5 separate regions of the Mus musculus genome follow, and all the other regions are linked to region 2. A link is a contact called in public Hi-C and promoter capture Hi-C data. All regions are on one chromosome and are shown on one strand. Each heading gives the region's core, a stretch centred on a gene start, on an enhancer-like site or on the middle of the called end of the contact. The rest is flanking DNA. Distances are from core to core; before and after follow the strand shown. Region 1 holds the start of Cfap298 (cilia and flagella associate protien 298). Region 2 holds the start of Smim11 (small integral membrane protein 11). Region 3 holds the start of Setd4 (SET domain containing 4). Region 4 holds the start of Synj1 (synaptojanin 1). Region 5 holds the start of Paxbp1 (PAX3 and PAX7 binding protein 1).

The links. Promoter capture Hi-C pulls out the DNA fragments that hold promoters and counts their contacts. A called contact is a pair of places that touch in the nucleus more often than the background predicts. Capture Hi-C pulls out chosen DNA fragments and counts their contacts.
Region 1: a contact with region 2 is called in a promoter capture Hi-C map of pre-B cells, with 4 times the contacts expected there. The contact joins the promoter of Cfap298 here to the promoter of Smim11 in region 2. A contact is called at or near these places in 1 of 39 promoter capture datasets (pre-B cells) and 1 of 484 Hi-C or Micro-C datasets (pre-B cells).
Region 3: a Hi-C map of B cells shows a contact between it and region 2, with 12 read pairs. The contact joins the promoter of Setd4 here to the promoter of Smim11 in region 2. A contact is called at or near these places in 17 of 39 promoter capture datasets (the 3T3-L1 cell line, the C10 cell line, the HPC-7 cell line and 13 more), 2 of 484 Hi-C or Micro-C datasets (B cells and bone marrow-derived macrophages), 7 of 115 datasets of contacts at active chromatin or transcription factors (astrocytes, embryonic forebrain, embryonic stem cells and 4 more) and 3 of 9 other capture datasets (adipose tissue, liver and macrophages).
Region 4: a contact with region 2 is called in a promoter capture Hi-C map of pre-B cells, with 2.7 times the contacts expected there. The contact joins the promoter of Synj1 here to the promoter of Smim11 in region 2. A contact is called at or near these places in 4 of 39 promoter capture datasets (hippocampal neurons, liver and pre-B cells) and 1 of 484 Hi-C or Micro-C datasets (pre-B cells).
Region 5: a promoter capture Hi-C map of liver shows a contact between it and region 2, with 2.4 times the contacts expected there. The contact joins the promoter of Paxbp1 here to the promoter of Smim11 in region 2. A contact is called at or near these places in 2 of 39 promoter capture datasets (hippocampal neurons and liver) and 2 of 9 other capture datasets (adipose tissue and liver).

Annotation. Positions count from the first base shown.
Region 1 is chr16:90,933,214-90,937,827 of GRCm38.p6, reverse strand. It overlaps Cfap298 (cilia and flagella associate protien 298), which reads left to right and starts at 2,979. Exons shown (of 7, transcript NM_026502.2): 1 at 2,979-3,246. The coding sequence starts at 3,108. It overlaps Synj1 (synaptojanin 1), which reads left to right. Exons shown (of 32, transcript NM_001164483.1): 32 at 1-1,731.
Region 2 is chr16:92,298,245-92,302,699 of GRCm38.p6, reverse strand. It overlaps Smim11 (small integral membrane protein 11), which reads right to left and starts at 1,397. Exons shown (of 4, transcript NM_138743.2): 1 at 1,357-1,397.
Region 3 is chr16:93,601,526-93,605,538 of GRCm38.p6, reverse strand. It overlaps Setd4 (SET domain containing 4), which reads left to right and starts at 1,724. Exons shown (of 12, transcript NM_145482.3): 1 at 1,724-1,973; 2 at 2,328-2,402; 3 at 3,741-3,901. The coding sequence starts at 3,832.
Region 4 is chr16:91,009,694-91,013,883 of GRCm38.p6, reverse strand. It overlaps Synj1 (synaptojanin 1), which reads left to right and starts at 2,576. Exons shown (of 32, transcript NM_001164483.1): 1 at 2,576-2,791; 2 at 3,715-3,860. The coding sequence starts at 2,694. 4930404I05Rik (RIKEN cDNA 4930404I05 gene) reads right to left here and starts at 2,635. Exons shown (of 3, transcript NR_028368.1): 1 at 2,565-2,635.
Region 5 is chr16:91,041,497-91,045,984 of GRCm38.p6, reverse strand. Paxbp1 (PAX3 and PAX7 binding protein 1) reads left to right here and starts at 1,606. Exons shown (of 18, transcript NM_026110.2): 1 at 1,606-1,979; 2 at 3,304-3,432. The coding sequence starts at 1,631.

The sequences.
Region 1 (4,614 bases), core at 1,730-4,229, 1.4 Mb after region 2:
AGTTCTGGTGAGATTGTTGTGAAAGGCATCACTTTAGTCAAAAGGTCTGTGTATGTGTACACTATGAGTATATGTCTGTATTTATGCACACAAACATGTATACATCCACATACTTATAAAACTTGATATAATTCAGATCAAATTTTACCTAACAGTTCTGACAATGTCCTTTTTTCAATATCTGTCAAGAAGATGGCCGCCACCGGCTGTGCTTTCTATATTTTGACTGATTGTGCATCCTGGAGTAGAATAATCCCTTTAGAGAACTGCCATTTCCTATTATTCTCTACCCCAGCCCTTCAGAGTCACCCTCATTACCTTCCTCCTCTGTACCTCTATGATGCCTTTCTCTGGGCATTTACAGTTGGCCGTCTGGACGTGGTCGGTCACGTGGACAGATAGAAGAGTGGGCGCACACCACCAGCTTCACGGAGGAACATTGTCCGTGTGCTCTTTTCTCTGCGTGGCCCTTTGCCCTTCCATACCTTTCTGTTTGCCAGTTGCCTGGAGCTCTGCTTTCAGCTGTTGAGTGGTCTGAATTAGGAACATGTCCAGTGTATGTTCTCCCATGTAAGAGGCTACATAGCACATCCATGATGCTGCTTTAAGGCTTTAGAGGCTATACCTCAAATTAGCTGTGGATTTTGTCTCCTGCACTGCCAGTATGCAACTGATCTTACGTTTATTAATTTTGTGGGAAAAAATACATGGAATTTTTACAAAAAAACAAAAACAAAAAACAAACAAACAAAAAAAAAACAAAACAACAAAAACATAGTATTTTGATATCATTAGTTAAGCCAGTCAGAAAACTCCCTAAGCTATTGTTTGGTCAGTTGGTTGTCAGTCAGCTGAAGTTAAAACATCCTTACCCATTAAGACTTAATGTTCTCTTTATATAAAAAGAGAGTTATGTGCTTACACCCACGTTCCTACATCTACCTACCTGAACCTTTAAAGATGTGTATTGTAAGATTAGAAAGGACGTATGGCTGCCCTCACCTCCGTGTAAAAGCACAGCAGGCTGCATCGCACTTCTCTCCTAGAGCAGATCTGTTAGGACAGAGCACCTTTGCAAATGCTCAGTGTTATCACAATCCTGTGTTTATAGAAGTAACTCTGCTGCAGCCATCACTCGCTGTTAGCAATAACTCTTGTGAGTTTTAGATCGTGCTTGTTGGGGTTCTAATCATTTCAACAGTAGTAGCTTTTAAACTGCAGTATTACTAGAGCAGTGTGCTTCAAAATGTGAATTAACTTGTTGAGATTGTGGCTGTAACATCTGTGTGAGTAGTGTGTATGGTATCCACTCCCCATTAGCAAGCTAATCCACTTTAGAAAACTGAAGCAGTGTGGATCGCAGCCCTGAGCAGTGACTCCCTCAGGTGTGAACCACTGTAATGTCTGCAGAGCAATAGCTCTGCCTTGTCAGGAAGTCTGGTAGCTGCTGAAACGCACAAAGCAAGTTAAAGTTTGCTACAAAGAACTCGACATCGTGTGTATTTGCCAGGTCTGGTCAAAGCAGAAAACAGACACTAAGAATCTCTGTGAGTCTCTGTTCTCTCTAGTAGATTGCTGTTTATATGTATGTAAGAGGTTTATCGCTTATGTGGCATACAGTATTTATAACTATATACTTTATAGAAGTACAGTATTAAAGTTGCTGGTATACATTCTGTACATATCTTGTGAGATGTGCTGTCATATGAAATAAATATGTCTTTATCACCAGCTGACTTCTTTACTCAAAAGGGAAGAGGTTTTTTTTTCTCTCTATGCATGTGTGCACTCCCACATTCGTGTGTGTGTGTGTGTGTGTGTGTGTGCACATAATACATGCAGGGAATAAGAGGTAGTTTATTCTGAAGCCAAATTTGAATGAATGACCATGACAGATTTGGGTTACCCCAAATTCCATGTTCACAAAGTTTTGTAGCTCTCTAAGACAAAGTCGTAAGTCATGGCAAGTTTAAAATACATTGGTGGAAATGCCAGAGAGGCATATACAGTAAGACGAAGTTTTTCTTTAGTTACCAGATGCTATTTGACGATATTCTTAACTTTTGGGTTAGTGAAAGCTACGTTTATAGATTTCAGAGCCTATATGCAAGTTATTTCTGACCCATAGGAGGGCAATGGACGTCTGTTCTAGGAGCTATAGCTAACAGAGACAAGGTAATCAGTCTGGACCCGCAGATTCACAGCCTCTCCACATCACTGCTGTTTTTATTACACAGCTTCTTTCCAGGAATTTCCATTGGCAAGTAAAAAATTTAATGTGCCATCACCACAAACAAACAAAAAACCCTCACCATTTAGCGAAACTATGAGTTTGAGATCATTTCAAAGCACAGGTTAATTTTCTTTGCTAATTTTCTTTACTCCTCTATTTGATTTTCTTCCATCCATTTGTTTTCTCTTTATAACACTAAAATGGGATCCTCAGCTGTGTCTGAGCGCCCTGGAAGAACAGCGCTGCGCCCGCTTGCCCTATCTGAGATTGTGGGGGACCGAGACTCCATGGGACGGGCGATAGACAGCTGTGGAACTAAATGAGCTCTGCACAGCAGCAGCGCTCCCCACTTTTTGACCGGAGACCCAAAGCAGAAGGCATTTCCGGAAGCGATCCGTGCCTGCGCGAAACCAGTCTGAGTTTGGCGGCGGCTATGCTCCCATAGTGCCCAGCGCTCGCTCTCATTCTTAATCCAGGAGTCGCCATGCTCCTCCAGCGGACATCTCCCGAGTCCCCGGACCGTCCGCACAGGCCTCTAGCTGTTAGTTTGGGTTTTGGTTGCCCGGGCAACAGCTACTTCCGGGAGCGGCGACTGTGCGGCCCGCACAACCTGTTCTTCAGCGCCTCCGGCCTTCCAGGCGCGAGTTCTAACTGGGCACGAGCTCAATGTTTGACTGTTGCCCCTGGCAACAGCCACTTCCGCGAGCGTGCGCCGTTTTCTTCATCCCTCCGGGCTGAAGCGTGAGCCGCGTTCCACGGTTCCTCCTCGGAGCAGCGGTTAATCTCAGGCTGGTGTGGGTCCGGCCGACCCGGCTCGGGCCTCGTGGTCCCTGCCCCGCAGCCTTGCCACCTCGGCGGCGCCTCTGGCGCAGCCATGGTTGTGCTGCACGTGAAGAGAGGCGACGAGAGCCAGTTCTTACTGCAGGCGCCCGGGAGCACGGAGCTGGAAGAGCTCACGGCGCAGGTGGCCCGCGTCTACAACGGGCGGCTGAAGGTGCACCGGCTCTGCTCAGGTGCGGAAAGGGAGGCCGGCGGCTTCGGGGTCAGGGGGCAGCGCCCGGGGTCGCGAGGATTTGGGGAGATTTGCCGTAGCCCGGGGTGGGAAAGGAGCATCAGGGTTGACCGGGGATGAAAGACCAACGGCTGGAGGAAACCCAGGCTCGCCAGCCAACCGCCGACTCGGAGGAGAGCAGCCGGGATGCCAAGTGAGGCTGAGCTAAGCCGGGATTTGGGCTTCCGGGAAGTGCGAACGTACTGGGTCGAAAGGTGGCGGGACGGAGCTGAGGGATCGGGGACGGTGGGAGTTGTCAAGGGTGAGGGTGGAGTGAGTGGTGGCTGCAGGGAAGGGGGACAGTTTGAGACGCTAAAAGCCCTGGCCCTTGAGTCTCTTCGCTTTGAAGCCGCCCATGAAAGTTCTCACCGGGAGAGCCTTGGTGTTGTTTTCTGTCTCCTAGGAAACACATGATTTTTACATTATAGAGAACGCCTTAAGACCCGTTTTATATATATAATCAAACTTAACTGCTTTCAAAGAAGGCTCAATATTAAATGACATATTAAAAGTAAAACATTTAGGGGGTGGGGGGAACCTCCGGGTCTTTAACATCATAAACCGAAAGTGTGGGGCAGCATGTAAGAACTGCATGGGTGAGCCAGGCGGTGGTGGCGCACGCCTTTAATCCCAGCACTTGGGAGGCAGAGAGAGGCGGATTTCTGAGTTCGAGGCCAGCCTGGTCTACAAAGTGAGTTCCAGGACAGCCAGGGCTATACAGAGAAACCCTGTCTCAAAAAAAAAAAAAAAAAAAAAAAAAAAACAAGAATTGCATGGGTGAATCTACACAGAGGTAGGCACTGAAGCAAATACCATGGAGGATCACTGCCCCTGGCCTGCGCCTCACGACTTGCTCAGCCTGCTTTCTCATACCACCCAGGACCACTTGCCTAGGGGTGATACCACCCGGAGAGTGCTACCCCCCCCCCCCTTACTGTCATTGAGAAAATGCCTTACCTACAGACTTGCCTACAAACAGTCTGAAATAGACATTTTCTCAGTTGAGGTTCCTTCTTCCTAGATACGTCTATGTTCATGCCAGGTCAACAAAAGCCAAGCAGAACCAATTGCTTCCTTGTCAACACCAATCGACATATCACCATGAAACCATAACCCTCTCCTTTTTGTTTATCCCCAAGACCTTATTAATATGGATATCTCAATATAAAACAAATTCCAACTTTCAGAAGTTCCACAGGCTTTTAAATTTTTTCACTTTAAAAATGCAGTCTCTTTCAAAGTTCAAACCTCTCTGTAATATCCATTACCGGGCACCTGTAAAAAGACCTAATCTCACTCCAAGAGGGAAGACCATGAGCGCACTCGCACT
Region 2 (4,455 bases), core at 148-2,647:
CAGGGGGCTGTGGGCGTGGCTGAGCCAGAGTGCTAACGCAAAGCTCTCGGTTCAGCCCAAGTAACTCACAACCCAACCTTGGTGGTACAAGCCTGTAACCCTAGCACTTGGGAGGTGGAGGTCAAGGGATGGGAGTTCAAGGTCATCTAAGGCTACAGAGAAAGACTGAGCTGGAGGCCAATCTCAGATGCACAGAATCCTGCCAAGGAAGGAGAAAGAGAAGAAAAAGAGAAGAGGAAGAGAAGGAGGAAAAAGTAAAAGCAAAGGGGAATCTGTACTGCTATGGAGTGGGTGGGGTGGGTAGAGGAGAGCGAAGGGCCCAGAGCAGCCAGGTTCATTTTCACCCACTACTTTAAATTTCAAGGCAGCTTGCAAGCTTTCTGCAAATGGGGATAACCAAGAAAGCTAAACATAGCAGTGAGCTGTCTGCTCTGATATCACGGACTCCTGGTGCCATTCAGAAGCAAGCAGCAGCTGGCAGCAGAGGGTGAGCCAAAGCCACTGGGGTAAGGACAGCTGGAGGCCATTAAAATATATGAAATGCAGGGAGCTGTCCAGGCTTAACCCTTAACGACAGAAAATAAAACTGTTTGTAGTTTTGATCTTTATTGCAAAGTATCCTGCCAGGTTTTATTCTAGAAACAAAGAAGACATTCACTCACTTTGATTATACCAATTTAAACGACGTGGACAATAGTCTGCTCACAAGCTCCGTGTGCTCCTTGGCGAGGCTAACAGAGTCGAGGGTGCACCTATCTCAGCATATAATGCACTCACCTATCCTAGCAGCTTGTGTCAACTGTCTGAAGCCGTTTTCACTCCCAGTCTCTACCCCTTTCACTCCAATTCCTCAGCCAACCATTTAAAGTATCGGTAGGTTCAAATCGCCATGACCCCTGGACCTCACTTAGCCCACTCAGCACAGGCCTTGGTTTTCAAGAAACCCAGAAGCACCTTATCCGGGTGGGTGGCCAGATTCCAAATTTCAAGGCTTTGGGGAGCCTGTGAGTTATGGTGCACTTCCCTACTAGATGAAACGACACGCCTTGTTTAAGCAACTTTGGCGCCTTTGCGATCTGGGGCACCACAGGATCAAACGGGGATTTGCTATCCCTGGATACTTGGGAGTGCCCAGTCCCAGGTTCTCGCCCCCAGGCATTGCCTCCACGGGGGTGGGGGGTGGGTAGAAGGCCAGGAGTTATCATCGCTCCCTTCCTGCGTCACCAAAACAAGGCGACAAGACTATTAGAGTTCCCAAGGGCTATGTAGCCGTAGGCAGCAAGTGTCATCATGGGAGAAACAAGAACGCGGGATGACCAAGGGATTCCCCAGAGCCCCAAAGACTCACACACTTACACTCAGGGCGGCGGGGCCTCCTCGCTTGCTGCTCACAAACCACGACTCCCACAATCCCGTCGTGAAAACTACAAGTCCCGAAATGCACCGCTCGGAACGGAAGCGCCATCTTGAAAGGCACCACTTGATACGCAGGCGCAGTGGCTTTAGGGCGCCCGCAGATTCGCTAGTATTAAGGAGCGTGTTTCTCCAAGCGCAGGCGCTATGGGCTTCAGGCCAGTTGCGCAGGAATCTGAGGCTACTGCAGAAATCCAAGTAGGAACCCTGAGGGTGGTCCGCAGGGGTTAGGGTTCGGCCTAGGACCCTTTGTTCATGTCCACTGGTCATTGACTCCTGTTCTATACAGCTGAAGACAATAGGTCCCAGGTTTTTTGTTTTGTTTTCCAGGCTTAGCATTCCTCCAAGGGGACAGACAAGAAGAATGCATCCCGGTTGAGATAACCGATAGATACCCAGATTTTAGGTTCCCAGTTTCATTTCTAGCCAGTGAATCCCCAAAGTGCCGGGTGGGGAGACGCAGACAGCAGCCCTGTCCAAGGCTCTGGAGAGGCAAAGTTCTCACCGAGACCTCCACCTCATCTCCCTCTTCTGTGGAGGGGGGAGCGGATGCCCGGTGCTGACACTAATTGCGGGGTGAATTCTTGGACCCAAGAAAGTTAGCTTCAGATCTCATCATGCCTCTTTGTGGAGATGAAGTTGAAAATGTTAGCGTGCAGAGGGTTTCACAGACCTGGTTGTGCTAACAAGAGAATATCACGTTGAGACTGTCGTTTAATTTAACTCTACAAGGCCTATAAAAGGACACACTATAATTGTAATATTTCACAAATGATGAAACGGAAACACAAAGGATTTTTTTTTCTTTCCCGAGGCTGAGGCCAGCTCGTGCCAGACCTGGGGCTCGCCATAAGTTGCGAGACTGGGATCAGCCCCTATCACCTGTTCCTTTTGCAATAGCTTTGAATCTGCACTGAAGTACTACTCAGATGTGTAGAACTAGCAGACTAAGCAGAAAGACTCTAAAGGGAACATGGATAGAAAAACAACAGCAACCCAGCTGTTTGACTTGGCATTTTCATTTAGAAAGCTTTGGTTGAAGTTGATACTGGAGGGAGAAGCTGGGGTAAATGGATCAACAACTGGATGCCCATCCAACTTGTTAGTTATCTCCTGTTAACACAACAAAATGCTTGACAGAAGCAGCTTAGGTTATCTAGACTAGGTGAGTAGAGTCCACAGCTGGGAGGAGAGTGATGGAGGCTTGACCTCTCTTGGTCTTCTCCTTCAGGTTCCATCCAGGATCCCAGCCCAGGGAATGGTGGCACCCATTTAGAATGTTTTCCCACCTCATGTAACCCAATCTATATAATTCCCACAGGCATTCCCAGAGGTGTGGCTGTTACCCTAGTCTAGATCCTGTGATGTTGCCCATATTAACTACCACATAAAGATGTAGCATTTCTCCTGTTCCCCCTAAGTAAAATTGACTGATTGATGTCCATGTTATAACTATATTTTCCAGTGAGGATGATAAAGTATGTTTAATGAAAGCCTGGATTTAACCACCTGTACGTTTTCCTGGAGAAACAGATAAGCCAAGGGGAAAATTACAAACTCTGGGAAAGGGTGTGTGTTTTGTGTTGTGTTGTGTGACGTGCAAGGGGCATGCCCAGCAGAGTCTTAATGTTTGTATTTCAAAGAGATATTTCTACATGCTAGAAGAATTATTCTTGCTGAGTCTCTGTGTTTGCATTTCTAAGAGACATTTCTTTAGATGGAAGAAGAATTATTCCTCAAAGAGAAAGAGAGAGGATTTTGTAATTGCAAGCTTTCTCACTGCTATAAAAGAGGGTTCCATAGCCTATTGGGCTCCTTTGGTTAGATTTTACAGTCAGCTCTTCCTGGTTTCTCAGGCAGGTACTTTAAGGGGCTGGATAACCATTTTGAGCTGTTAGAAAGATATATTAATGTTTATTCAAGTCTCTTAGGATATGAAGGTCAATGAAATAATTTGTACCAAGAGTATAGGATATTTACTGGCCAAAGTTGGAGCCTAGTCACGAAGGAGGCTCAGGGAACCTTGACTTGATTAAAAAGAAAAGTCATTACGAGGGTGGAAAACCTGGCTGGATACAGCCCCACACTAGGATCTCTGGGTCTGGGCTATCTAGGTTGACCATGCTGGTGTGCAACAGGATGTTAGGCTTCTGGCCTGAGGAAGGAAGCCACTCATAGCACATCTGCTCTTGGACTATAAATGACTTACTCTAACACCATGTAGTTTCTCTGGTAGCAAAATGCAAACATGTTGCAGGAAGCAAATGCTTTATGTAGATTACATCTCCTTCTATAAAGGGACAAACATTGTAGTTGGTTTTATGGTGTGTGGCCACCAAAACTCATGTTAAAACTTGAGATGAGAGGGAGGCCTGGCCTTTGGTGGAGGGAGCTTTACCCTCACTGGGCTGCCCTGCACTACCAGGGCATACACCGTTATAATGAGGGTGTGTCTGGTATCTATCTGGTCATCCTCTTTCTGTCATATATTAATGCCATATGATATCTTCACCAGGAACCTCAGACGCTGATACCTATGCTCTTAGTCTTCCCAGCCTCCAAAACCACGCACGGACTCAGAATAACCCCGACAAATCATTGTCAGGCACTGTCTAACGGGAACAGAAATGGTCCTCTTTGACTCTTGTTTTTGTACTCTGAGGCTGGAGGACCTACTCACAATGGGTGGGCCCTGGCCATGGCAGAGTAAAGACATGGGATATGGACCATGAGGTATGGATGCTAAGGACCAACATGTCTCTCATTTGCCCTGGATGTCCTATCTGCAGATATTATGTCTTCAACCTCGTGTCTCTGTTCCAGCCATGTCCACTTCCTGTTGATCTCTGTTAAGACTTGTCACATTTGAGTGCACAGCTGACTCCTCCTTCCTCCCCTGTGTGTGTGTGTGAGCTCTTCCACCTCTGCATTCCCTATTCCCAACCCCCACTAGCCCCCACTGCTCAAGATGTCACTCTCCTCTCACTCCTAGGTCCCAGGCCAGGAACCCAAGTAGAAATATGTCATGAAGTTGAGTTAATG
Region 3 (4,013 bases), core at 475-2,974, 1.3 Mb before region 2:
TTGTATGAGGCCCAGAGGCTTAGGGACCAGATACTGAAAATCCAGTGTCCTTCTTGCATCCTGGCTCCTCCCCATTCTCCTGACTTTCCTCTGTATCCTCCTTATCCTGACCTTTTGGCCTTTTAACCTTTTTCCCCCCTTCATCTTCTCTGGAGACAGGGTTTCTCTGTGGAGCCCTCACTGTCTTGGGATTTGCTAGGTAGAGCAGGCTAGCATAGATCCACCTGCCTCTGCCTCCAGAGTGCTGGGGTTAAAGGCATGTGCCATCATACCGAGCCCTAACTTTTTTGTTTGTTTGTTTTTTTAACAGAAGTTTCTCTTGGATCGTTTCACTGACATTACTCAGTTATTCATACAAATCAAAGCCAAAACAGTACTTCTTTTAGAGTCATGCCAGATCAAACCCCTAGAAAATGATGCTCCCTGCCAGCAGGAACTAGGTAGACAGAAACAGTCGCCCCTATCCTTTGCATATAAAGGATCTGGAACAAACACCGCACCCCCCCCCCGCGACCCCCCCTCCCAATCAAGACCCTGAAATTGAATTCAAACGTAGCGATTCAGAGATTGCAGAAATAAAAAGTAGCTGATATTGTTAGCATCAGGACCTCCCAAACCTATGACATCACATAGGCGACAGCGCGACCTGCAGCATATTCCCAGCATCCACTTGGCTCACCTCCCACCTTTACCTTCATTACGTCATTTTCCATATAAATAAGGAGAACGCCCCCTCTGTCACTCCCTCTTTTCTCTTTCCGCCGCCACCTCGTCCCTCTCTCTCAATAAAACCTCTTCCACGTGGAACTGTTTTGGCCTAGTATGCTGTTAAGACGCGACCTGACATTCTAACACATCAGATATCTATCCCAGTGGCAGTGGTTGCAAAAACGTACAACAGGCGCTGTAGTGTCAGAACCCAGCTTTCTCATTCTGTCCCTTTCTCCCTTCCACATCCTTAGCTACAAAAACTCCAGCTTAAAGCATGAAATGTGCCTTTTCCTGACCTCTGGTCTTTATGTGACAAAGTCCCGTGCTTGGATCGCGACATGCAGAGCTAGAACTAGAAAACCCACTTCTTTGAGTAAAGCTTGCTCCTCGCTGTTTGAGGACGTCTAAATTCTCTCTCTCTCTCTCTTTTTATTTCTTCCCATAATCCTAATTCGTACTTTTACTCTGACCCTAACAGTTCCAGTAACAGTCTTGGGACAAGACAGAAATGCCTTCATAGTGGATAAGAGGAAAGGCGGGGGACAGGCTGTCTGGGAGAATGGACCGCCTGGGTCCTGGCAGCTGGAGGGCAGGGCAAGGTGGGGATCAGGTAAGCCAGTCTGGTGGAGGGGGCAGGAAGTCGGAGGAAGAAAGGACACGGTGAGGAAAGACTTCCCGTTGGCTATTTGGAGCATGGGTCAGCAGCTATGCTCATCGCGTTATGGCGTAGCTGTGGAGGCCTGGGAGTTGCGCATGCGCGTGCCAGAGGCGTAGGCTCGCCGCACCGCAGCCGCTTTCTCCGTAGCTGGTGGAGCGGTCTGCGTCCGTACCCCGGCTTCGCCGCGGTTTCTAAGGTAAGCAGGAGCACTTCCGGTGGGCCTGGCGTTGCCTGGGCAACGGGAGCGGGGTTCCGTTGGCTTTTTTGAGTTCTGTGTAGCTCCAGACCCCAATTTCCTCTGCGCGTGTGGAACCTCTCCCGGAACGGAAGTCAGGACCAGAGCGACTACTGCGCAGGCGTGGTGTGCGGCCAGCGGGCCTGGGTTGGTTCGCTGGTGCGGGTGGCATGGATTGATTGATGTCCGGTCCGTCCAGGACTGCGAGCCAGGACGGCGCTGTGGCGTGTGGCCATCACTGAGGCCCCGGTGGCAAGCAGGGGGCAGGGCTGCGGTGGAACTGCGCGTCCTTGTGCACCACACGTGGGCTCCAGGACGGACCTGGTGCCTGGCTCCAGACTGACTCGTAAAGCAAGTCTTGCTGCCGAGGTAGATTAAACTACCTGGGCGGCTTGGTGGGCGGTCCTTTCCTGCCCTCCTTTATTTTTAGAGTAGATTTTAAAATCATTTCCACTGGTTTGGCACATGTTAGATGGATGTCACTTTAGTACGGTACAGGGTAGGATGGAAGTAGTAAAGGCTGTTAAGAATGCTGGACGTGGTGGCGCACGCCTTTAATCCCAGCACTTGGGAGGCAGAGGCAGGCAGATTTCTGAGTTCAAGGCCAGCCTGGTCTACAGAGTGAGTTCCAGGACAGCCAGGGCTACACAGAGAAACCCTGTCTCGAAAAACCAAAAAAAAAAAAAAAAAAAAAAAAGAATGCTTTCATATAATGTTCTCTAGGGCGTTTTGTTACAGAGTCCTGGCATTCTTTTTACCCAGAGGCAGGACCCAAAGGGGTTTATCTTATGTATAAAGGTAAGTTGCCTACAGGTATGTCTACGCACCACACGCTTGCAGTGTATAGAGAGGCTAGAAGAGGACATTGGATCCCCAGGCAGTGGAGTTACACATACGGGTGCTAGGAACTGAACCCTGATCTGCAGGAGCCCCTTGCGCTCTTAACCCCGGAGCTATCTCTCCAGCTGCCCACTCCCCGCCCCTATCTTTTAAACTAGAATTTTCTTCAACTTTAGTGTTACTCAGTATTTCTTGTATGGTTTTAAATGTTAGCATGTATCTTCCAAGGACGCTTGCCTGTGTTTCTGTTGTTAGTTTCTACAGTTGGTCTACACTCTTGTCTGTTCCTGGATCTTTCCTTTTTGGCCTCTGAGAGGCTAATGTGGAATGGAGTCATTTTATGTCTTCCGGTCTCTCTGCCTTGTGCTCTCTTTAGTCTACTGCGAATGCCCATTTTAATCATTCTGACCTTTAGAGCTAAAAATCCACTTTACACCGAGTGGGGCTTATTTATTTTTTCTAAGACTTTTGAACTGATGGGTGCTTCATAATGACCGGGTATTTTTTGTATTAGTTATTATTTTATGTGCATAGATGTTTTGCCTTCGTTTTCTTCTGTGCACTGAGCTGTGTCTCCAGTCCCTGTGTGTTCTTCAGCACAGTTACGTAGCACTATACTAAATGTTCACTAGCATTGAGCTGTGAAAGTCACCAGAGGATATGTTTAGAAAATCAGCTGTGAGATTTTAGTCGGTAGGGCCTCCTGATGGTTTTGTTTGCTCCTTTTAAAGCAGTGGTTCTCAACCTTCCTGATGCTGCTATCCTTAAATACAATTCCTGATGATATAGTGACCCCAGCCATAAAATAATTTTGCCGCTATTTCATAACTGTATTTTTGCTACATTATGAATCATAGTGTACATGTCCAATATGAAGCATATCTAATAGACGACCCCAAAGGGGTTGTGAATCACAGGTTGAGAACTACTGTTTTAGAGGCTTCCCCTCATAAGTGGAACTTGTTACTTCAGGGATCCCAATTGAGCACTAGATAAAATGGTTTGGTGTTCAAAGCTTTTAAGAAAAGGATTTTTTTTTTCCTTAAAGAATGAAAACATGGGGCTGGAGAGATGGCTTAGCATTTACAAACACTGACTACTCTTCCAGAGATCCTGAGTTCAATTCCCAGAACCCACATGGTGGCTCACAACCATCTGTAATGGGATCCAATGCCCTCTTCTGGTGTGTCTGAAGACAGTGACAGTGTACTCATTTATATGTAAAATAAATAAATATTTTCTTAACAAAAAAAATCCTGAAAACATTCACCAAAATAAGTATTTGTATATTCAAAGGTGCCCAGGCCCGTGGTTCTCGTCCAGCTGGAAGGGAGGGCTGAGCTGCGAGTTGTTCTCAGCTAAACACAGCACAGGCTCCAGGGATAGCATGCAGAGACGAAGAGGAAGAACAGAGAGGGCCAGGAAGAGACGGCGGCGAAGCTCTGGTTCAAGAGCAGGTACAGGCTGCTGCTCCTGGGAGGAAGCCCTGTGTAGAGGAGGGTCTGCTCACCGTGCTCCTCAGAGCACTGTTGTTCCTAAGGAACACTTGTTAATGGCGTCCCTGTGTGC
Region 4 (4,190 bases), core at 1,327-3,826, 1.3 Mb after region 2:
TTAAGGATGAGGGTTGTGTTTTTTGTTTTTTGGTTTTTTTTTTTTTGTCATTGTTGTTGTTATTAATCTTTCTTGGCTCCTAAGGGAAATTAAATTTCAGAGCACTCATTCTCATGAATTAAAACAAACACAAATATGTATTTGGGCCTTAAACTGTTTCCAAGCCCATCAGTATAAAACCACTCTTCCTATATCCAGCTTTAGTAATTGTTTGGATAAGCTCCAACTGCCTATGCTAACACTTAGGAACAGGCTTGGACACTGTCCTAGGAGTCTGATGCAAGGTGAATGGAGACCAGAACTGCATATAGAAAGTGCTCGTTATGTCTCGACGAGGTTGTCACTCCTGAATGAGTAAAGAGCACTAAATATGGAATTCTCAGCTGCCATAACACTGGTATTTACTAGCTGAGTGTCTTAGAACAGCTACTCTCTTGAGTGCTTAAGGCCAAAAACTGGAAATAACTGTCACTGGAATCATGTATCTTATAAAGGTTCTCAGCTCAACGTATAGATTCTAGTGGTTTCTGGTGCACCTGGGTTTGTCATAATTCTCCATTCTACCATTTGTCTTCATGCCCCTACATGGGGACCTGATTCCCCTCTGCCTCCTTTGTAACAAACGGTACCTGTGATTTCGTCTCGGTCTCTTGTATAACCACAACAGTCTACCAGATATCCAAAACTTTTTTAGACTCGGGTCACCCAGTCATCTGTCGTTTGCTAGCGACAAGAATCAGGGTATGAGCATTCTGACAGCCTCACCATTGCTCAGTTCCAGTCAGCACAATTGGCTTCTTTGCAAAGCTTTAGACTGTGCCTATATATTTTGAGTTAGTCTACTATAGACACTGGTTTGCTAAAACGTGCAGCTACTTGGATATGTTGTAACAATAATAAATAGAAAAGGGACAATAAGGAATGTTCAAAGGTCACTAGTATGCTTTTCAAATCTTGGGTTTATTTTATAATTAAAAATGTATTTTGAAAGGACTTGGGAAAGCTAAGACCTACCACTGCTGCTTTAGCTTAATTTGAAGAAAGACATTATAACAGAAGCTTGGACCTCCGCTTTCTTAGTTCAGGATACCAAGAATAGGCAGAAGGCTGGCTTTAGAAAGCGCTTAGTGCCATGATTTCCACCTTGACAAAGAGTTTTTGGTGTAGTTTCACAGGGATTCTTGGTGTGAAAAGAATGATGGGGTAAGCAAGTTTGATTACAGCTCCACTTGGGGTAATTTCAGTTGTCATAAAAAGGTTCATCCCTAGGGCTGGGGATGCCCCCCAGCTTGTAGAATGCCTGCCTGGTACGCATGAAGCTTTGGGTTCAGTCTGTCACCACGTAAACCAGGTATGGTTGGCACACTAGCCTGGGCTCTGTGCTACTTTGTCTCAAAAAACAAAAGCTACCTCCAAAGTACTACAATTCAGTGGCCAGCTCTCCTGAACCCGTTTTTGTCGGTGCATGTCATATACAGTCATCACACTTAAGAAAAATCCCACTCTCAAACATCCCTGTTTTATTTAAAGGACTGTCCCCACCTGAAATGGACACTTCTTGGGAGGGAAAAATGGCTAACCACAATTCACAGCAAGCAATTGTTATTATAAGCTTGTGGTTACTGTAACCACAACAAAAAAGTAAAAGTTGTTCTTAGGAGACTAAGTGAAAAGATCTAAGAACTGAATCCAAGTGTGTATCTCCTTGGCTGGAGGTGGCTTCTCTTGTGTTTAGTTTGCTTTTAATATTTTAAAACTAGGGTGGATTTGTCTTCTCTAAAATAGAGAAGCGTTGAGTCACATGACAGCATGTTAGAGGAAATGTTTTTATGCAATACGTCATATTTAAATTGTGCTTTTGGGAAGAAAGTAAAAAGGGGAAGAGGCTAGGGGAAAGCAAAGGCAAATGGAACATGATTGCCGTGCTCCTTGGATTCTCAATTCCTCTCTAAAGCCCCAGGGACTACAATGTCCTCCCATTTTTGTCTCTGAAGTATAGGCAGAATAATTCTGCTGGACACAAGTTTTAGACATAATGTCTCGTTTAAAAAGATAGTTTGAAACAGTGTGATGCCCTTAGTTATAAAATTCCACGGCTGGCAAATCGACAGTGACAGCCATGTTTTGTTTGACTGCCTGGAGTTTCTGGTTGCTGGCTTCCCCCACTCTCCACTGCATTCGGTTGAGCACTCTTCCATCGCCCCTGGAGCTCGGAGAACACACTGAAACAGCCAGGGAACAGCCTCCTGCTGCCTCCCTGACGACAGACACCATGGACAGCTCTTCGAGCGCCACCCAGCCGGCGCGGGGTGCACACCGTCCCCCGCCTCGCACTCGCCCATCGCCCATCAGGTCTGCGGAGGCGGCAGGGGGTGGTCCTGATGCCCGACTCGAGCACGAATCAACACGGGCTCCCCCAGCTCTTTCCTGAAGTCCCTCCCTGTCGCCCGCGGGGAGGGCAGAGCTACAGGGCTCCACGCGAGGAGGACGGACCCTCCCTCTGCCGGCTCCCCTGGCCGTGCCACCTTCCCACTCCCGGGGCGACGGAGGCTCGCTTCACGGACCCAGGACGCGGCGGCCGCAGGAACCCGGTGACCAGTAAGCGCCCTGCTCGGCAGCACGGTCCCGCGTGGGCGGAAACGGCTCCGCCCTTTCACCCTAAGGGGCGGGCCTTCCGCCTGGGCAGCGGCGCAATGCGGAAGAGCTGGACCTGCTGGAGCGGAAGTGACGCTTCGGGCGGCTGTAGCGGCGGAGGCTGCGGGAGAAGGAGGAGGAGGAGCCGGAGGAAGAGGTGAGGCAGCGGGCGGGAGGGCGGGGGGCGGGGAGCGGCCCGGGCTCTACCCAGGGGCAGCCGGCCGGCCGGGTGGACGCTTCCTGAGCGGTGGCGGCCGTCGCAGCCGGGTCGCAAGCGGTGAGAGGCGGCCGAGGGCCGAGGGCGGCGGGTTGTGTGGAGACCCCGGGGCTGCGGGTGGCTTGCCGTGACAGCGGCTGTCACCCAGCGGGCGGGAAAGGACCCCGTCGGCACAGGCTCCCGGGTATCTCTGGCGGTGCGTAATGGAGGCGCTGAAGCGCCCGGTGCCTCAGTTCCCCCCGGCTCCCCGGGATCTCGTTGAGTGGCGGTGGGATCCATTCGTCACGGTGAGCTTCGTGACTGGGCAGGAGGCGGCAGTCACCTGTGTGGCTTTCCCTGCCCTTCGCCGCCGCCCTGGAGAGTCCGCGGTGTGATAATCCCGTCCCTCTCCGGCCCCCTCAGGAGCTTTGAATCAGCCTGATTAACCTTCCCTCCCATCCCCTTGCCCATTCCGCCTAGGGATCGGCTTGAAGTTTCCCCATCAGTTCCCTTCCCGTAGTGACAGATCGTGAAGCAGGAAGCCGATAAACAACCCCAACTGAAAATACGCTACAGATTTTCCCTTTGGGGAAACATAAATTAAATGGGAAATCCACCTTATCCAAATCAGGACCGACGGTGCTAAAAACCCCTGCCTTGTCCTGCCGTATCTTGAGAACTGGACGCGTTTCCTTTTGCCTTTTGGTTAAGAAAAAAAAAAAAAAAGGTGACGCCTTATCTTTTGGAATAAACCGTTCACCCCTGAGCTCTCTTTTTCTCTACCCCCAACCCCCATCAAACTTGTCAGTGAGGGACCTCAGGAGGACGCCTAGCAGTCCTTGCAGCAGAAGGAAACCTCAGGTGCATTGACTTGGTTTCCACAGGGCTGCCTCTGAAGAAAGGAGAATGGCGTTCAGCAAAGGATTTCGAATCTACCACAAATTGGATCCCCCACCGTTCAGCCTCATAGTGGAAACTAGGCATAAGGAAGAATGTCTCATGTTCGAGTCTGGGGCTGTGGCTGTGCTCTGTAAGTCACGTGTTTTCACCTGCCCGATTCTGATCTCTGTTTTGGTTGTAACTCGCGAGTTCAACAGTTTATAAAAAAAAGGTTCTTGAGAACCTTCTCCCTGAATTTGATCTTCTGAGCTTTAGCGTACGGGTTTGTGCTTTGGCTTAATTTGAATGAAGCCTTATTTTCTGTAAACTGAGATAGCTTAGGGTTTTTATTGGGGTGATGGTGGTGCAGGGCGGTGCAGATTTTGCTGCTGGGAGTTTGTTTTCCATCTGTTCTGCTTCTAGAAGTTTATCTTTTTGTAAAATGGTGTTGCAATTTTGTCTTTATCACATTAACCCAATA
Region 5 (4,488 bases), core at 357-2,856, 1.3 Mb after region 2:
CTATGTGTGTGCTGCCACACAAGGAAGCCAGAGAGGGTTTTAGGATCTCCTGGAACTGCAGTTAGTCATAGTTGTAAGCTGCCATACTAGGTGCTGAAAACCAAATCTAGGTCCTCTGCAGGAGCGGCAAAGTGCTCCTAACTGCTGTGCTGTCCAGCACCTTTTTACAGATGATGTGTAAACACCATGCTTTTAGCCTGCATTCAGGACACGTCCTGCTGGGCACTACAGGCATGCTGAGACCAGAAGGGGGCGCCAGATTCCCAGGAACTGGAGTTTTGAGGAGCCCTGAGGGTGTGGGTACTGGGACTGCAGCCAGGGTCCTCTGGTTCGAAACTGCAATATTCACCTCTCCAATCCCGTTCTTTTGGCGGGTTTTGAAACATGTAAATAATTTCACAAACACTTCTACCCACGCATCCTGATATGCTCGAGAGAAAGAAAAGATTCAACTTTGGTTATGAACTGGGTAACCTGTGTGTTAGCTCAACCTCATGCAATCTTTTTGTTTGTTTGTTTGTTTGTTTCTCGAGACAGGGTTTCTCTGTATAGCTCTGGCTATCCTGGAACTCACTTTGTAGACCAGGCTGGCCTCGAACTCCCGAAATCCGCCTGCCTCTGCCTCCCGAGTGCTGGGATTAAAGGTGCGCGCCACCACCGCCCGGCTCATGCAATCTCTTTAAGGCCGCCAAGGTTCAGATTTGCCCTCTGTGATATAGTCTGAAAATAAGACAAATCTTCCTTCCGCTTGTTTCAGAAATTCACTATGCTTCGTAAAATAGTTAAAATAGTTGCTACCTAACTTGGCTTTCTTACCAAGCCACCCGAAAACACCTCGCTCTCCTGGGAATGGCTGCGGCAGCAGGGAGATGTATCATCTCTGGTTCTGTCTTCCCCAGACAGTGAGGGTTTCCCTACATAGCCTTGGCCATTCTGGAGTTCCTTATGTACATCAGGCCGGCACCGAACTCAGAGATCGCCTTGCCTCCACCTCCCCAGTGCTGCTGGGATTTAACGTGTGTGCTCCCACGCCTTTGAGAGTGTTTGCGTTGATAAAGCTGTAGAGATGGCAAGTATTAATGGAGTTTCTGATCTGTAGACGATATCTGCTAGCATCGCCTCGCGTTATTAAGAGGCATATTAACCATGGAGATGCACTTTCCCTTCCCAAGCTCAAGTCAACTGACTCGTCCCTCCGCTTCTCCCCGGCCTCCCGCCTCTGTTTACCCTGCAGGCACTGAGTGGGAGGGAGGCTGCCACACGTAACGGCTCCGTATAAGCGCGGAAGACGCATTGCAGCAACACGCTCCGAGACGACAGACTACACTCGCTCCTCTCATCTCGATGATCCTCTTTGTGACCTTTGGAACAACACTGGAGTCGGAGGGTACCATGCCAACAGTCCCCCGCGCCGCTAGAGGGCAGTGCAAAGAGACTCCGCCCAAGTAGTGGGGCGCGAGGAGAGCCCAGGCGCATGCGCAATCGAGGCGGCGCGATAGCTAGCCAGAGCCGCGACGACCCGGCTGGTGGGGGGGAACTCTTGCGACTGCGCGTGCGTGGCGGTGGTCTCCGCGCTCCCTCGTCCTCTCAGTCAGCGAGCGGCTGTGAGAGCGCGGTGACGGCGGCTGGGATGTTCCGAAAGGCCCGGCGGGTGAACGTGCGCAAGCGGAACGACTCGGAGGAGGAGGAGCGGGAGCGCGATGAGGAGCAGGAGCCGCCACCGTTGCTGCCCCCGCCGGCCTCGGGAGAAGAGCCCGGCCCTGGCGGCGGCGACCGGGCCCCCGCGGGGGAGTCGCTCCTGGGCCCGGGGCCGCTGCCGCCGCCGCCCTCCGCGCACCACCCGGGCCTCGGCGCTGAGGCCGGGGGCGGCATCTCCGGCGGCGCGGAGCCCGGCAATGGGCTGAAGCCGCGCAAGAGGCCTCGCGAGAACAAAGAGGTGCCCAGGGCCAGCCTGCTCAGCTTCCAAGACGAGGAGGAAGGTAAGCCCCGGCCCGGCCCACGCGGACCCCAAGCCCGTGCTCGCCCGGGCGCCGCGCCCCTTTCCCCACCTCCGGCCTCCGGATCTGCCTGGGGTTGTGTTCCCGCGCTGCCACCAGCCAAGTCTACGGCCTGTGCAGTCCCTCCTCCGGCTGTCAGAGCCCTGATCAGCCATCCTGAGTGGAGGAGAAGGCTCGATGCTCCGTGGACCCGTTTCCTACCTTGCGAGTTGCAGGCAGCCTGAGTCTCTTGGTTAACTGCCTGCTCTTAGTCGTCTGCAGGCCTCTGTACCTGCGGCTTGTTGGCGTCTCGGTTTAGGCCTCCTTGATTAAGAAGGCCGGATTGTTAAAGAGGAGGACCGAAACCAGGGCTGGGAACAATTCTGGGGCTGCAGCCCTGGCTCCCGGTGACCTTGATCCAATCGCTCCCTTGCTGTTGTCCAGTCTCGGTTTCTCTGTAGAAGTAAATGGGAGGAGCAGATGTCCGCTGTGGCATTGGCTCTTGAAGCAGAAGAGGGACCAGGCTGCAGGGGATTTCGATTTTACTTGTACCTCAACATCATGTTAGGAAAAATTGGATGATTTTCGAAGGTCTTGCGTCATGCTTTCGTGATTCTAGAAAGATGGGTGAATTATCTTTGACCTCTCTGGAATTTTGTTTGAAGGAGATACAGACCAGGTTTTGCATTGTTTGAAATGTCTTGTTCTTGACTTGGATTTTCAAATTAAAGATGAGGGCTAAGTCACTCGAAACTTAGTTTTGCAAAATGATTTACTCTAGGCATAATTTTGAAATAACTGTTATTGTGACCAGAGTTATTCAGACTTGGCAGAATAACTTTGGGGTGTATTGTTTTAGGTTTCTTGACTTAATGTTTTAAGGAAGCATTCTAAATACTTTTTTATCCTGAGATGGGTGAAATATGCCAAAATTTAACAATTTTGAAGTTCCTTGGGTTACTCACTAAAATTTTCATTTAGTTTCTGGAATTGATACTATTTTTTGTTTGTTTTAATTATGTTTTGTTGAAACAGAGCCTCTATACTATAGCCCTGGCTGATCTGGAACTCACTCTGTAGTCTAGGCTGAACTCAAATTCAGAGAGCTGCCTGCCTTTGGCTGCCCAGCTCTGGGATCCCAGGCATTTGCTGCCAAGCCTGGCAATACCCATTTTTGAGTCTGCAATAGATTGCAATAAACTTCAGATTTTGTAATGACTTGTGTGTGTGAAAATATGCTGGCAGAATGAAAACAGCACAAAGGCACGAGGAAGGGAGAGCACTTTCTGAGTTGGTGTCTTACAGACTTCATTCTGTTTCTCTTAAGAAAATGAAGAAGTGTTCAAAGTAAAGAAATCAAGTTACAGCAAAAAGATAGTTAAATTGCTTAAGAAAGAATATAAAGAAGACCTTGAAAAATCAAAGATCAAGACAGAACTCAACACAGCAGCTGACAGTAAGTATCAGATAATTCTTTCAAGTGAGAGAAGATAGCAGTTCCTTCCCACAGGGCTTTGCAGTATATATTGTGAACTCTTTCTACTAACCAATGTCCACATTAAGTTTGCAATACTGTTCTATAATTTTTCTCACACATTAAAAAAAAAAGATGGATTGTTGCTTCTGAATTCTTGCTAATATAGAGACTGTTGTATGGAAAAGGAAGAGAGATTTCCTGTTTGAGCCATAAAGACAGATTATTCTATTTAAAATTTTTATACTGCTGTTTCACAGAGACAGACTTGAGTTCCTCTGGTAGTATTTCCATATTGAAAATAGCTCTTACAGAACGCGTAAGAAGTTGATGTTGGTAATACCAGTACTCAGCAGCCTTATTTGATACTAAGAGGCCAGGGACATTGTCCTCTCAAAACTCAAGTTTAAAACTTTCCCTCTACTTTTTCTGGAGGCAAACATTCTATCAATAAACCAGTCCCAAAGTTTAAAGTGTTTCAAGCAGTTACTTTACATGGTTGTTGTTTGCATTCATTATAACTGGTTACTCTCATACAGATGTTTCAGAGAGATCTTTATTCCAAAGGCTTAAAGAGAGTATTTCCCAGGTTCTCAGCTACAGGCATGGCTTGAATAAGAATACTGTTATATCTCAAGTTTACAGTGTAGCAATGGAGAGTGTTACATAAATATTCAACAGAAGTGTTAGCAGACAGTCTGGCCTGTAGGTCAAAGGTTAACTACACATTTTTAGAAAAAAGGGGACAGCTTTGTAGAAAAGTAGGATGTGAAGCTAGATCATAGATTGGAATTCCCAAAACAGGAGAAAGTGTGGGAATACCACCAAGGAGCAAGTACATTTGACTAGCTCTTTGTGAAGTGAGTAGTTCAGTGTTTGAATGTAAAAGACAAGTTGTTGACGGGTTGTGAATGAAATGCAGTAAGGGTTAGAGCTGGAGACAGGACATGGTAAATAGCCTTTGAAACTGTAACCTGCTGTTAACAGGTGTCCTGAGTTGCTACAAGCAGAGGTTGGAGTCCTAAAACAGTTGAAACT